Regions from separate parts of the Ovis aries genome. Here region 2 is linked to region 1. The links are chromatin contacts, called in public Hi-C maps. All regions are on one chromosome and are shown on one strand. Each heading gives the region's core, a stretch centred on a gene start, on an enhancer-like site or on the middle of the called end of the contact. The rest is flanking DNA. Distances are from core to core; before and after follow the strand shown. Region 1 overlaps DERL1 (derlin 1). Region 2 overlaps ZHX2 (zinc fingers and homeoboxes 2).

Evidence for each region. Hi-C and Micro-C count contacts between places; a contact is called where the count stands out from the background.
Region 2: a contact with region 1 is called in a Hi-C map of muscle, with 3 times the contacts expected there. The contact joins two enhancer-like sites. A contact is called at or near these places in 4 of 16 Hi-C or Micro-C datasets (hypothalamus, muscle and tail adipose tissue).

What each region holds. Positions count from the first base shown.
Region 1 is chr9:29,765,671-29,772,107 of ARS-UI_Ramb_v3.0, reverse strand. DERL1 (derlin 1) reads right to left here. Exons shown (of 8, transcript XM_004011662.5): 8 at 2,860-5,163. The coding sequence ends at 5,025. Among named protein-coding and RNA genes, the nearest start is that of TBC1D31, 25 kb to the right of the region's middle. Within about 2 kb of position 4,982, at least 5 of the 54 cell types and tissues checked have an H3K27ac peak or open chromatin away from gene starts, as enhancers often do. A contact at or near this core is called in muscle, where this site is marked.
Region 2 is chr9:29,910,703-29,916,658 of ARS-UI_Ramb_v3.0, reverse strand. It overlaps ZHX2 (zinc fingers and homeoboxes 2), which reads left to right. Exons shown (of 6, transcript XM_060393695.1): 2 at 1,961-2,103. Among named protein-coding and RNA genes, the nearest start is that of ZHX2, 70 kb to the left of the region's middle. Within about 2 kb of position 3,023, at least 8 of the 54 cell types and tissues checked have an H3K27ac peak or open chromatin away from gene starts, as enhancers often do. A contact at or near this core is called in muscle, where this site is marked.

The DNA.
Region 1 (6,437 bases), core at 3,733-6,232:
GGACTGTAGCACTCCCGGCTTCCCTGCTCTTCACCATCTCCCAGAGTTTGCTCAAACTCATGTCTACTGAGTTGGTGATGCCATCCAACCATCTCATCCTCTGTCGTCCCCTTCTCTTGCCTTCAATCTTTCCCAGCATCAGGGTCTTCTCCAATGAGTCAGTTCTTCACATCAGGTAGCCAAAATATTGGAACTTCAGCTTCAGCATCAGTCCTTCCATTGAATATTCAGGGTTGATTTCCTTTAGGATTTATTGGTATATTTATTACACTATATTAATTTTTTAATATAATTTTTTCTTTCCAGGCGATAAGGCAATTCCACCCAAGGATGATAAGAATTTATACCTTCAATTAATATTTCCTACTGTGTTGGTTTGCCTTCCACCTGGCAAGAAAAGAATCTTTTTTGCCACTTAATACCAGATTCTAAACTTTGGCTTCCTCAACTGCAAAGCAGCCTCTGAGGTCTTAAGTCAGAGTTGAGTTCATATCTAATCTTTGGTACCTTCTAGCTGCTTGCTCTTAAATGACTTAATCTCTCTTAAGTGACTTAATCTCTCTCAAATTTCCTTACTTGGGAAATGGGGATAATACTACCTACTTCACAAGTGGGTTTAAACATTGATTCCCAAACCCAGCTGCATATCAGAATCACTGGGAAATTTCTATATTTGTAATTTTATTTTTGGCTCTGCAGGTTCTCCATCGTGGTGTGTGGGCTTCTCATTGCAATGGCTTCTCTTGTTGCAGAGCACAGCCTTCAAGGAGCAACGGGCTTCAGTACCTGCAGCACGTGGACTCAAGAGTTGTTGCTCTTGGGCTCTGGAGCACAGGCTTAACAGCTGTGGCACACGGGCTTAGCTGCTCCATCCCAGACCAGGGATCAAACCCACGTCTCCTGCATTAGCAGGCAATTCTTTACCACTGAAGATACCAAGGAGCCCCATTAGGAAATTGAAAAAAGATGCAGAATGAGAATGAAGCAAGAAGTCCAGCTTTTTCAAAAGCCCCCAGTGATTTTCACATATAGCCGGACTGGAAAACAAAGACTGGAGGATGAAATCATTTGTGAAGTGCCTGTCACATGAATGGTCAGGTGTGCTGCAGAAAATGGGATTCTACCCTAAGGAACTGCTGCTGCTGCTAAGTTGCTTCAGTCGTGTCCAACTCTGTGCGACCCCATAGATGGCAGCCTACCAGGCTCCCCTATCCCTGGGATTCTCCAGGCAAGAACTCTGGAGTGGGTTGCCATTTCCTTCTCCAATGCATGAAAGTGAAAAGTGAAAGTGAAGTCGCTCAGTTGTGTCCGACTCTTTGCAACCCATGGACTGCAGCCTACCAGGCTCCTCAATCCATGGGATTTTTCCAGGTAAGAGTACTGGAGTGGGGTGCCACTGCCTTCTCCGACCCTAAGGAACATAAGAGGAATGTGTGAAAGCATACTGAGTGTAAACTATACATGGAAGGAATTATATGATGTGACATTCCCTCCAGTTCCAATCAGAATCACCAGAGCCATTATGGAAAGCAGACAAACGGCCAGGAAGATTATGTTCTCAGCCCAGACTTTCAAGACACTAACAGTACAGAGAGGAGTAAATTTTTCCAAAGGTTAGGCTTTGTTGTGAAGTTAATGTTGAAATTTTCAAAGGGGCCAGGATCTCAGAAACAGCAGACTGCAGATCCCACTGTTAGCAGCTGCAGCCTCACCTATTACATTAGTGTTACTCCAAAGGTAGCTCAGCACACCAGGCTTCCCTGGTGGCTCAGACGGTGAAGAATCTGCATGCAATGCGGGAGATCCAGGTTTGATCCTTGGGTCAGGAAGATCCCCTGGAGAAGGAAATGGCAACCCACTCAAGCCTGGAGAATTCCAAGGACTGACTGTAGCCTGGTGGGCTATAGTTCATGGGGAAGCAGAAAGTCGGGACTTGACTGAGGGACCAACTAGCTTAGCACATGGTGATACTGGCAACGTGCTGTCCTCCAAGACAAGCAAAGCAGTTCCTATTTTTTCAGCCTTTCTCCAGTACCAGAAGATGGGGATGCATAGCCCTGCTCCTTCCCATCACCCAACTTGTGACAAAGGAAGAGGGCCCGCATAAGACCTGGGCTAGACTTGGATGGTTCCAGAACAGCCCGTGGGTTGTTTCACATTAAGAGAATTAAGTGAATTCTGTCTAGTTCCAAGACCCAGACACATGGGTGGAGGTGACAGAAATGCCATAAAGCATACTGCAATCAGATATAACCCCTGATCCGATGTTCTGAAGCATGCTGCTTCGTTATTTTTCATGTAAAGTTTTATTTATGGCTCTGCCAGGTCTTCGTTGCTGTGCAGGCTTTTTGCTAGTTGTGGCAAGCAGGGACTACTCTTTGTTGCAGTGCACGGCACCTCATCATGGTGGCTGCGCTTACTGTGGAGTACAGGCTCTAGAACACGCAGCTTTCCGTAGCTGCAGCACGTAGGTTCCATAGTTGTGGTTCCTGGGCTCTATGCAGCACTACAGAGCACAGGCTCAGCAATCGTGGTGGATGGGTTTAGCTGCTCTGTGGCATGTGGGATCTTCCCTGATCAGGGATGGAACCCGTCTTCTACACTGGCAGGCAGACTCTTTACCATGAGCCACCAGGGAAGCCCCATCCTGCTTCATTATAATGAAAACCTATAAACCCTGCTTCCAAGAATGAATCCTACAGGTATTTTCCAGCATGTGAACGAAAACAGCTACCAAAACGTTTGCTGTGTGGCTATCACAGCAACACACACTGGACACCGAGAGATGACTGGCTACATAAACAACATCCCATCTAAAGAGACAGCAGAGCAGCGATACAGAAACTTAAGACACGACCATCAAGTTGTATGTTTTAATTTATAGTTTTTACCAATAAAAAGATTAGTTACAAAAAAAGAATCTCTATACAAAATCAGGATTTCTTTTCCCTTTCACAGAGAGAATCCACTATCATGTCTTGCCTTGCCAAAGCAAATCTCAAATAGCTTGCATAGCAAAAATTATTCTGAGACAAAAATTCATAAGATTATCAGCTTCTTAAATTTGCTTGAAAGGAAAAATGTAGTGAACACTTGGCCTTGAAGAATTCTAAACAATACTTGGAACCTTCAGAAAGACTCTTGCTCTTGGGCATTTGAGCTGCTGAGAGGGCGTGCAGGAAACTAGCTCACTTACCATGAGATTCTTCTTACACAGAGACACACACACACACACACACACACACACACACACACACACACGAGTCTCCACTCCTGCTTGGTGGGTGCTAGGGCGACATAATAGGAAGAAGGGCTTTTAAAATTTCACAAGTAAATTTTATTGTGGCCACAGGTCAACAGCAGAACACGTGACAGCTGGGGTTCATATTCTCCCCGTCTCCTGGGTTATCATATAAATTAAATATGGAGAGGTACACGCAAACAAACCTCATGAAAACCGAGGAGCTGTTTTCAAATCGCCATTTCCTAGAATAACACACATCACTGCTTCAGAGTGGGGCAAAAAGCCAGCCTACTAGTGCACAGTGCTTCCTGTACAGAACCACAGGGCCAATGTTCAGAGCCTTTTTAGTTGGCTGGGAGTATGGCAGCCACTCAGCACTGCTCCTAGCAGTTCACTTTCAGAATAAAAATATAAAACAAGAAAACTGTGGGAAACATCATAGCCTTCAAAATAAAAAACTATTTGGTGACAAGCCTAGCTCTGATGGAAAAAGCCCACCTTGGCAGGGGGGCGGGAGGGAAGACTTGTGGGTATTGAAGTTGGTCTGATGTACCTTCATGACTCAAAATAAAAAAGCCCTTCAAATACAGATGAGTCTAAAGCCATTACAACCCAGAATTATGGGATTCACTTAGATGTGCTTATAACACCTCCTGAAATAAGATCTACATACAAGGAGCTGCACCCTCCTCACAACTAACTGAAGCATATGGCCATGGGGGTGTAGATGGGGGGCTGGTTTACACCCCCCCCGGGAAAAAAAGACAACTTAAATAGAGTTTAAAGTTCTCCCCTCCACTCTACTCAATAAACACATACCCAGAATGAGAACAAAGTAGGATCAATGACCAGGTGCCTTTCCACGAGGCCTCCCTGTGGCCAATATGAGCTGGAATTTTCTAGCACAATGCAAATTCACTACTCTGGGTACACACAGCGCCCTACACAGTTGCCTGCCCTGGGTTAAACCCAGACTCTATGAAAGGTGCAACTCCACTAGAGTTTTGATCACTTAACTTAGGATAAGTTAAGCAATGACTCTCATGCCTCATTAATACCGATCTGGAGTCCTCACTGACTCAGCAGTGCTTTTTTTTTTTTTAACCAAAATAGCTGGTGAGGTGGCAAACGGTGACAACTGACAGCAGGTCATGGCAATTCCAAAGGCCAAGGAAGCTCTTCGTCCACTGCTCTGGCTTCTGCCCTAGGGTTACAGTTCTGCCACTGTGAAACGTTGTCAACAGGTCTCTGTGGCCAAGCCGTGGCAAAGGTCAATAAATAAAGAGCTGGTCAGAGGCAGAACCATTTTCCGGGCAGACTCCTCTAGCTGGGAATAGGGGGTGACGGGGGGGAGGAAGGAGACATGTGTGCGAGGAAGAGGTAAGAGCCCCGTGGACGGGGTCTGGTGACCCAATGCCAGACACCCAGCTTGCTGCCGGCAGAGCCGGACCTGCCAAAACCCATCACTCAGATGGAAAAGGAAAAAAAGACATCAAAAAATAATACTACTAATAATGGTAATACGGCCAGTTCTGAAATTTGCACAGTTGATAATTTGTTCTTCTTAGCAGTAAGGACTTGAATGAGAATCATGAAACTCGAGGAACACTCTTTTTTTTTTTCCAGGATTTAAAAAACTGTTGTCTTGTTCTGAAAGACTACATTCAGTGTGGGTCAGATCCAACAGCATCAGCTAGAACTCAGTGGTGAAGGTCACCCCGAGCTGGGAGGAAACGTCATCTGAGTGGAAAGGCTGGTGGGCAGGCCAGAGGCCGCTCCTTCACTGATCCCCGAGCCGAAAGCCCTGGCCCCAGTTGTGCCGACCGCCTCCGCCGTTCTGATCGGCTGCTCGCCTCATGCTAGCTGGGGGCACACCAAACCCCGACACCCCTCCTCTTCTGCTGGGTAGCCAACGGTACCTGGAGCACAGTGGACGAGACACAAAATGAGAGAAAACCACAAAGTCATTTCCACGGAGTTGTCCATCCTTATCTCCCTGCCCGGGGCTCCCGTGGCATCTGTCTCATCGAATTACGTTTATCTGTGGCCACGGAGAGGCTGAGGACAATGTCTCATTTAACTCTGTCTGATGGCTCAGCAGGTAAGGAATTCACCTGCAATGCAGGAGCCACAGATTCGATCCCTGGGTTGGGAAGATCCCCTGGAGGAGGAAATGGCAACCCCCTCCAGTATTCTTGCCTGGAAAATCCCATGGACAGAGGTGGGCTACAATCCAAAGTCCTGGTGGACTCCATGCCCTGACCACAGAAGGCACTCGCTATTTATGATTTTTTTAACTAAGGTTTCACACTAACATCACACTCTAATTTTTTTTTCCTGATTACAAAAGCAATTTATGTGGGAACAGTTAAGTATGGAAACAAAAACATTAACACCCATAAGCCCAGCAACCAGAACCATCTATATAGCATTTTGGTTTATATAAACATGTAGCTAGCTTGCTCAAAGGACCCTAAGTAAATTCAGTTCCAAGGACAAATCCGCAACCACGGCATCTCCATGATGCAACTGGATTCTTCGCGTCCATCGAGGGACAGTGGAGAAGGCGGCTTTCTGTCTTGGAGTTTGGGCGTGTTTTCAAGTTCATTCACTGTGTGTCCTCCAACTGCATTCTTTCCATCTCATTGATGGTGGGAAAGCTGAGGCCCAAAAAGGTTAGCTGATTTCCCAACTTACAAATTAATAATTCAGAGTCACAGAACAGCTAAGAAAATGTAAACCCAGGACTCTATGTTCTCAGTAGTTTTTCCAACTGTTTCCCTTCCTTGATTATTAGTCAGCTGAGCATCTATTTTCACCTGCTCCACTTATCAGACCTGATGGCTTGATCTCTGCCTTGACGCACAGAGACTGTGACCTGATGTCCCGTTTTAAACCCCTCATGGCACCAAGGGCTTCCCTGGTGGCTCAGATGGCAAAGCGTCTGCCTGCAATGTGGGACCCAGGTTTAATCCCTGGGTGGGGAAGCTCCCCTGGAGAAGGGAATGGCAACCCACTCCAGTACTCTTGCCTGGAAAATTCCATGGACTGAGGAGACTGGTAGGCTACAATCCATGGGGTTGCAAAGAGTTGGACACAACTGAGTGACTTCACTTTCACTTGGCACCAAAAACAAACCACGAGGGGTGACTTGCCCACAGCAGGAAGCCTGAGGAGCTCAACTTTATCATAA
Region 2 (5,956 bases), core at 1,774-4,273, 150 kb before region 1:
CACCATCACCACCACCATCACCATCACCACCACCATCACCACCACCACCACCACCATCACCACCACCATCATCACCACCACCACCATCATCACCACCACCATCACCACCACCATCACCACCACCATCATCACCATCACCACCACCATCACCACCACCATCACCATCACCACCACCATCACCATCACCACCACCACCATCACCACCACCATCACCACCACCATCACCACCACCATCACCATCACCACCACCATCACCACCACCACCACCATCACCACCACCATCACCACCACCATCACCATCACCACCACCACCACCACCACCATCACCACCACCACCACCACCACCACCACCACCACCATCATCACCACCATCACCATCACCACCACCATCACCACCACCATCACCATCACCACCACCATCACCACCACCACCACCACCACCACCACCACCACCATCACCATCATCACCACCACCACCATCACCACCACCACCACCATCACCACCATCACCACCACCATCTCCACCACCACCATCTCCACCACCACCATCACCATCACCACCATCACCATCACCACCACCACCACCACCACCACCATCATCACCACCATCACCATCATCTTCACTACCATCCCTAACGTTTGTGAAGAGGCTTTCCAAACTGAACACATCTAAAACTAACTCTTGACTCTCATTCTTCAACCTCTCAAAAAATGGATACCTCTGTTTAAATAATCTTGGTTTCCTCTTCCTCTCTCCCACTTCATTACACCTAATAAGTCCTGTCTATTCTGCCTTCAAAATATATCCCCAGTATGACTGCCGTCTCCCAGGATCACCACATCACACCCCTCCATGGGGCACTGTTCCCATTTTGGTGGCCATGAATGCCACCTCTGGGGTCATAGTCAGCCCCATGGTACTGCTCCCTGCCACCTCCATCCCCGTCTCCCGGTTCAAGCCCCATCAGCTCGCACGTGGGTCATTGCAGTTGCTGTTGGCTGTCCTCTCAGCCCCTTTCAGCTGCAGCCCTCCGGTCACTTCATGCACAAAACCCTGACTGTCTCCTCTCCTCAAAAACTACAGACTTCTTAAAAACGCAGGTCAGATTGTCAGGTTGCTACCCCAAACCCTACACTGGTTGCCCCATCTCAGAGCAAAAGCCAAAGTCCTTATGGTAATCCCAGGTACATCACCTTTCCCTCTGCCACCAGCCTTGAGCAACGCACACACATTTGCCCTTGCTGCTTCTTAGTCTAGAACACTTTCCCCCATTATCTTTGTGGGAAAGATCTCCCTCGTGTCGTTCGGGTTCTGCTTAGAAGACACGCTGTCATGGAGGCCTTGCCTGGCCACTTCAGGGTCATAGCTCAGCCAGAACCTCTCGAATCTCCACCATCTTCTGTTGTTTTTTTTTTCCCCAAAGCACATCTGGCTCCCTGGCCCTGGCTGTTTACTTGCCTGTCGCATCGTCCACCCTCCCTCGTCACACTCCTGGAAGGAGACGCTGGGTTCTGATGGCTGTCGAGTCCTCAGCCCCGAGTAGCTGTTAAGCTCGTGAGAAGCACTTTCTGGATGAGGGAGTGATTACGCGCAGGGCTCTGGTTTTGTGTGTGTCTGCCAGCTCTCCCAACAGCCATTGGCGTTGATGTGGTCCCCTCCTCATTTTGTCGGGCGCAAGAATAAATAAATGTCCCTGGACTGCTGAACTCAAGATGGGTAGCAAAAAGATCTGAACCAACTAGTCTCTTGCCGGAACCCACTTTCCGAATCACCATCTGTCAGGAGGCAGAAACGAAAGACTGTAGTGACAGACCTTTGGAAATGGAAGCGTGCGATGGGGGTGCACCAGGGCGACAGTAGCCAAGCGCAGCACGCCTACGCAGATTGCTCCGAAATTATCTGGGTCTCCTTCCTGTTCAATTTTTCAAATTGTGAGAGCTTTTTTTACTGCCTCCCTAGACAGTACAACATGAGAGGGAAAGAAGCATGTCCAAGAGGCCCTGTTGCTCCATTGAGTTTTTACTGTCAGCCTTCGGTGGCCTGGAATGTTCTGGAAATGGGGCACTCAGGCTGCATGAATGTGCCCTTTATTCCAAAAACAGGTCAGTCCGTTTTCCGCCTTGAGTAAACGTGATGTGTTGATAAGAATCAAATATTTCAGTGTGGGGCGGTGCAGAGATGCATTCTCAACTCTACCACTGAGATAACCTGTGTCCTTAAGCAGTTTTAATAGTAACTCTTACTCCCTGAGTCTCACCAGGTGCTAGGGACATTCCAAGTGCTTTATACTTATTAACTCATTAAGTTCCCCAAACCAACCTTGGGAATAAGTACACTTATTAACCCCAGTTAACCTAGGTGGCACAGTGGGTAAAGAATCTGCCTGTAATGCAGGAGACATAGGGGATGCAGGTTCAGTCCCTGGGTTGGGAAGATCCCCTGGAGGAGGGCACGGCTACCCACTCCAGTGTTCTTGCCTGGGGAATCCCATTGACAGAGGAACCTGGCAGGCTACAGTCCAGTGGGTCGCAAAGGGCTGGACATGACTGAGTGCCTGAGCATGCACACAGTCCCCACAACACCCCTTTGAGATGCATAGCACTGTGACCCCCGTTTTACAGATGAGGGGCCTGAGGCCACATGGCTCCAGGGCGACCCATGCATGTAATCACACAGTGAGGAAGTGGTTAACCCAGCATCCGCCTGTGTTAACTCAGCTTGTCTGGTGACCCCTCCTGGTTAAAGCCTGCCGGGACTCCTGGTCGTGACTCCTGGATAGAGGACAGTGCTCAAACTTCTTGGGGTGGTGTCAGGGGCCCCTGAGCCCGAGGCACTTATCCCTCCAGTCCATGTCCTAGCCCCTTCACCTTCACGCTCAGCCACGCACAACCACACTACTCAGGCCATGCCCTTGCCCTGCACCTAGCCTCTCCACTGCCTTCCTTGGAATGCACCATCCTTCCTCTTCTGACTGGTGACTTCCTGTCCACCTTCCAGGGACCAGGCCAAAGCCACTTGCTCCCTGAAGCCTCCAGTGACTCACCGTCCCCCACGCCCTTCTCCCTGCCCAGTGTCACTCTGCCCCAGGGCACCCTGAACCATGTGTCTTTGCTGCTTAGCTCACCTGCTGTCCCTGGCACCAAACCCCGGCCTCAGAGAGAGGGACAGTTACAGCAAGGAGCAGTGTGCTTGCGCAAGGACCAGACTAAGAGCTTTCTGATTTCCTTGTGGTTTTTAAAAAATACGTGCCAGCCCAACAAAACAGCTCTGCGGCTGGTGTTCCAACCATGGGCCGCCAGTTTGAGGCTCCTGGGAGCTCCTCGGGGATTCTAGTGCTTCACTCCAATGTCGGTGCGTAAACGAAGGAGGGAGAGAGGAAGAGAGGAGACAAGGAGGACTTACCTTCCTAGACCTGGCAATTTGGCTTCCGTTAAAAAAAAAGCTGTATTCGTCTGCTTGAGCTGTTGTAACAAAATGCCATAAAATGGGTGGCTTAAACATCAGAAATTTATTTTCTTCCCGTTTCTGGAGGCTGGAAGGCCAAGAGCAAGGTTCCATTCCTTTCCGTTTCTGGTGATGACTCTCTTCCTTGTAGGCGGCCACCTTCTAGCTGCATCCTCACATGGCCTCTGCTCGGTTTTTGTACTCGGAGAGAGCAAGCTCTCTGGTGTCTCTAAGAACACTAATTATATGGGATCAGGCCCCCATTGTTATGACCTCATTTAACCACCGTTAGAAGTCCCATTTCCAAACACAGTCACACTGGGGTTAGGGCTCCAACATGGCTTCCCAAGTAGTAAAGAAACGGCCTGCCAATCCAGTAGCCGTAAGAGACGTGGGTTTGATCCCTGGGTCAAGAAGATCCCCTGCACTAGGAAATGGCAGCCCACTCCAGTATCCTTGCCTGGAAAATCCCATGGACAGAGGAGCCTGGTGGGCTACAGTCCATGGGGTCACAAAGAGTTGGATACGACCGAAGCGACTCAGCACGCATGCATATAAATTCAGGGTGTGGAGGACGCACATTCAGTCCATATCACATGGCGTGCAGATCATTCAATCCACAGGTCTTTCCTGTGTCCTCACTGTGGGGATTCGGAAAACACCGAAGGCAAACAGCAGAGTCCATTGGTCAAAATCACGGACTTTCCTATCAGGCAAATTCAAGTTTGATACCTAGCTCCACTTGCTGGCCGAGTGACCTCAGACCCTCTACCCAACTTCTTTGAGCCTCGCACACCTTATTATGAAAGGAGGACAGTGATACTGACCACACAGGGCTTGTGTGGGGGTGAAGTCAGATCCAGGCCTGTCCACCAGGCCCAGCATCACTGGGGACCCCACTGGAGGAACAGTTACTGAGTGCATCCTCCGGGTATTGGGCTCTGAGCCGGGTGTGGGGTATCTGGTGGCGAGCAGGACAGAGTGATGCCTTCTTCTCATTCTTCCTCAAAGAGCCAGATGGTAAACAAGGAAATGTGTGATCAGGTAGCAAGCAAGTCAGTTGTTGGCAAATGGGACATGAGCTGTGAAGAAATAAAACAGGCAGAGGGCAGGATGGGAGGAAAGCCCTCACTGGGGAGGTGAATTGGACAAGAAGCTGAGGCCAAAGACTTGGGGCAGAGTCTTCCGGGTGGGGAAGCGGCAGTTGTGAAGGCCTGAAAGTGGGCACACTGGGTGCCCGCACAAGCAGCTGTCACAAGGAACGCGACCCCACCCTCGGAGGCCACCACCCTGCGGGGACACAGGACCTCGGCCCAGCCCTCCAGCCCTGGAGCAGGGCGGAGCTGAACCAGCTGTCAAAGGGGAGCAGAGCCTTGACTGGAGTGCTGGGGGCAGCAGGACAGGGGAGGAGGAAGATTTGGCGTTGCGGCTGGGGTTAGGGGCCAGCGAGCATCCCTGCAGGGAGAGGGGAGTTCAGTTGAAGAGCCTGGAATCTGAGGGACCTTCAGAGATTGCTCAGGTCTGAGCCCAGTTAGAGAGCAGTGTCAGGCCAGGAGCCCAAGCGCCCCATGGATGAGCCCAAGGCGCCCCATGGATGAGCTCGGTGTGAGCTGATGAGGCAGCAGCCCCCATTGCCACGGCCGGGTGGGCAGGCTGCTCGTTCTGGAGACTGGGCGCCCCACTCAAGATGCAGGGCCCCGGGCGGAAATCCAGCGCTGTGAGTCACAACCAGATGTACAGCCTGTTGGGGGAACCAGGGCCGAGGGGAACTGGTCACGGTTTCCTGGAAGCTTCCTGAGTGTGGAGGAGAGGTCTGCTGAGGACAGGTGCTGGGGGGGCAGGGCCAAGCCAGGAGACCCGCTGGGGAGCCGGCCCAGCTGCACTGTCAGCACCGGGGCCGAACTTTACGTGGCCACCGGGGGTGTCAGAGCCTGATGCCTGTGGACCCAGCTGAGGCGCGTTTGGGGTCCTCCGTCTCCCCTCCCACAGCATGTCTGGAGTTTCCTGGACTTCTGAGAGGTGGCATGCCCGTCGGGGTGTGGATGTGGGAAGAGCAGCCCAGCTGGGACTTCTGCATTGTCGCCCCATAAACTTGGATCCAAATCCATGGACTTCCACAAGCCCAGCCCCTCTCTGGCCCTGGGTCCTCTCACCTGCAAACAGATGGGATAAATTGGGAGCTCTCCAAGGTTCCGCTCAGGCAGTTCCTTTGTCTTCCTCCCTATAGATAGCAGTGGGGGCTTCCCAGGTAGCCCTAGTGGTAAAGAACCCGCCTGCAATGCAGGAGACTTAATGAAACACGAGGTCGATCCCTGGGTTGGGAGGATCCTCTGGAGGAGGGCCTGGCAACCCACTCCAGTATTCTTGCCTGGAGAATCCCACAGACAGAGGAGCCTGGCAGGCTACAGTCCATAGAGTTGCACAGTGTTGGACACGACCGAAGCGACTCAGCACATGGATGAGAGACACTGAGGCCATGGAGCAAGGAGCCTGCTCTGAGGAAGCCCATTT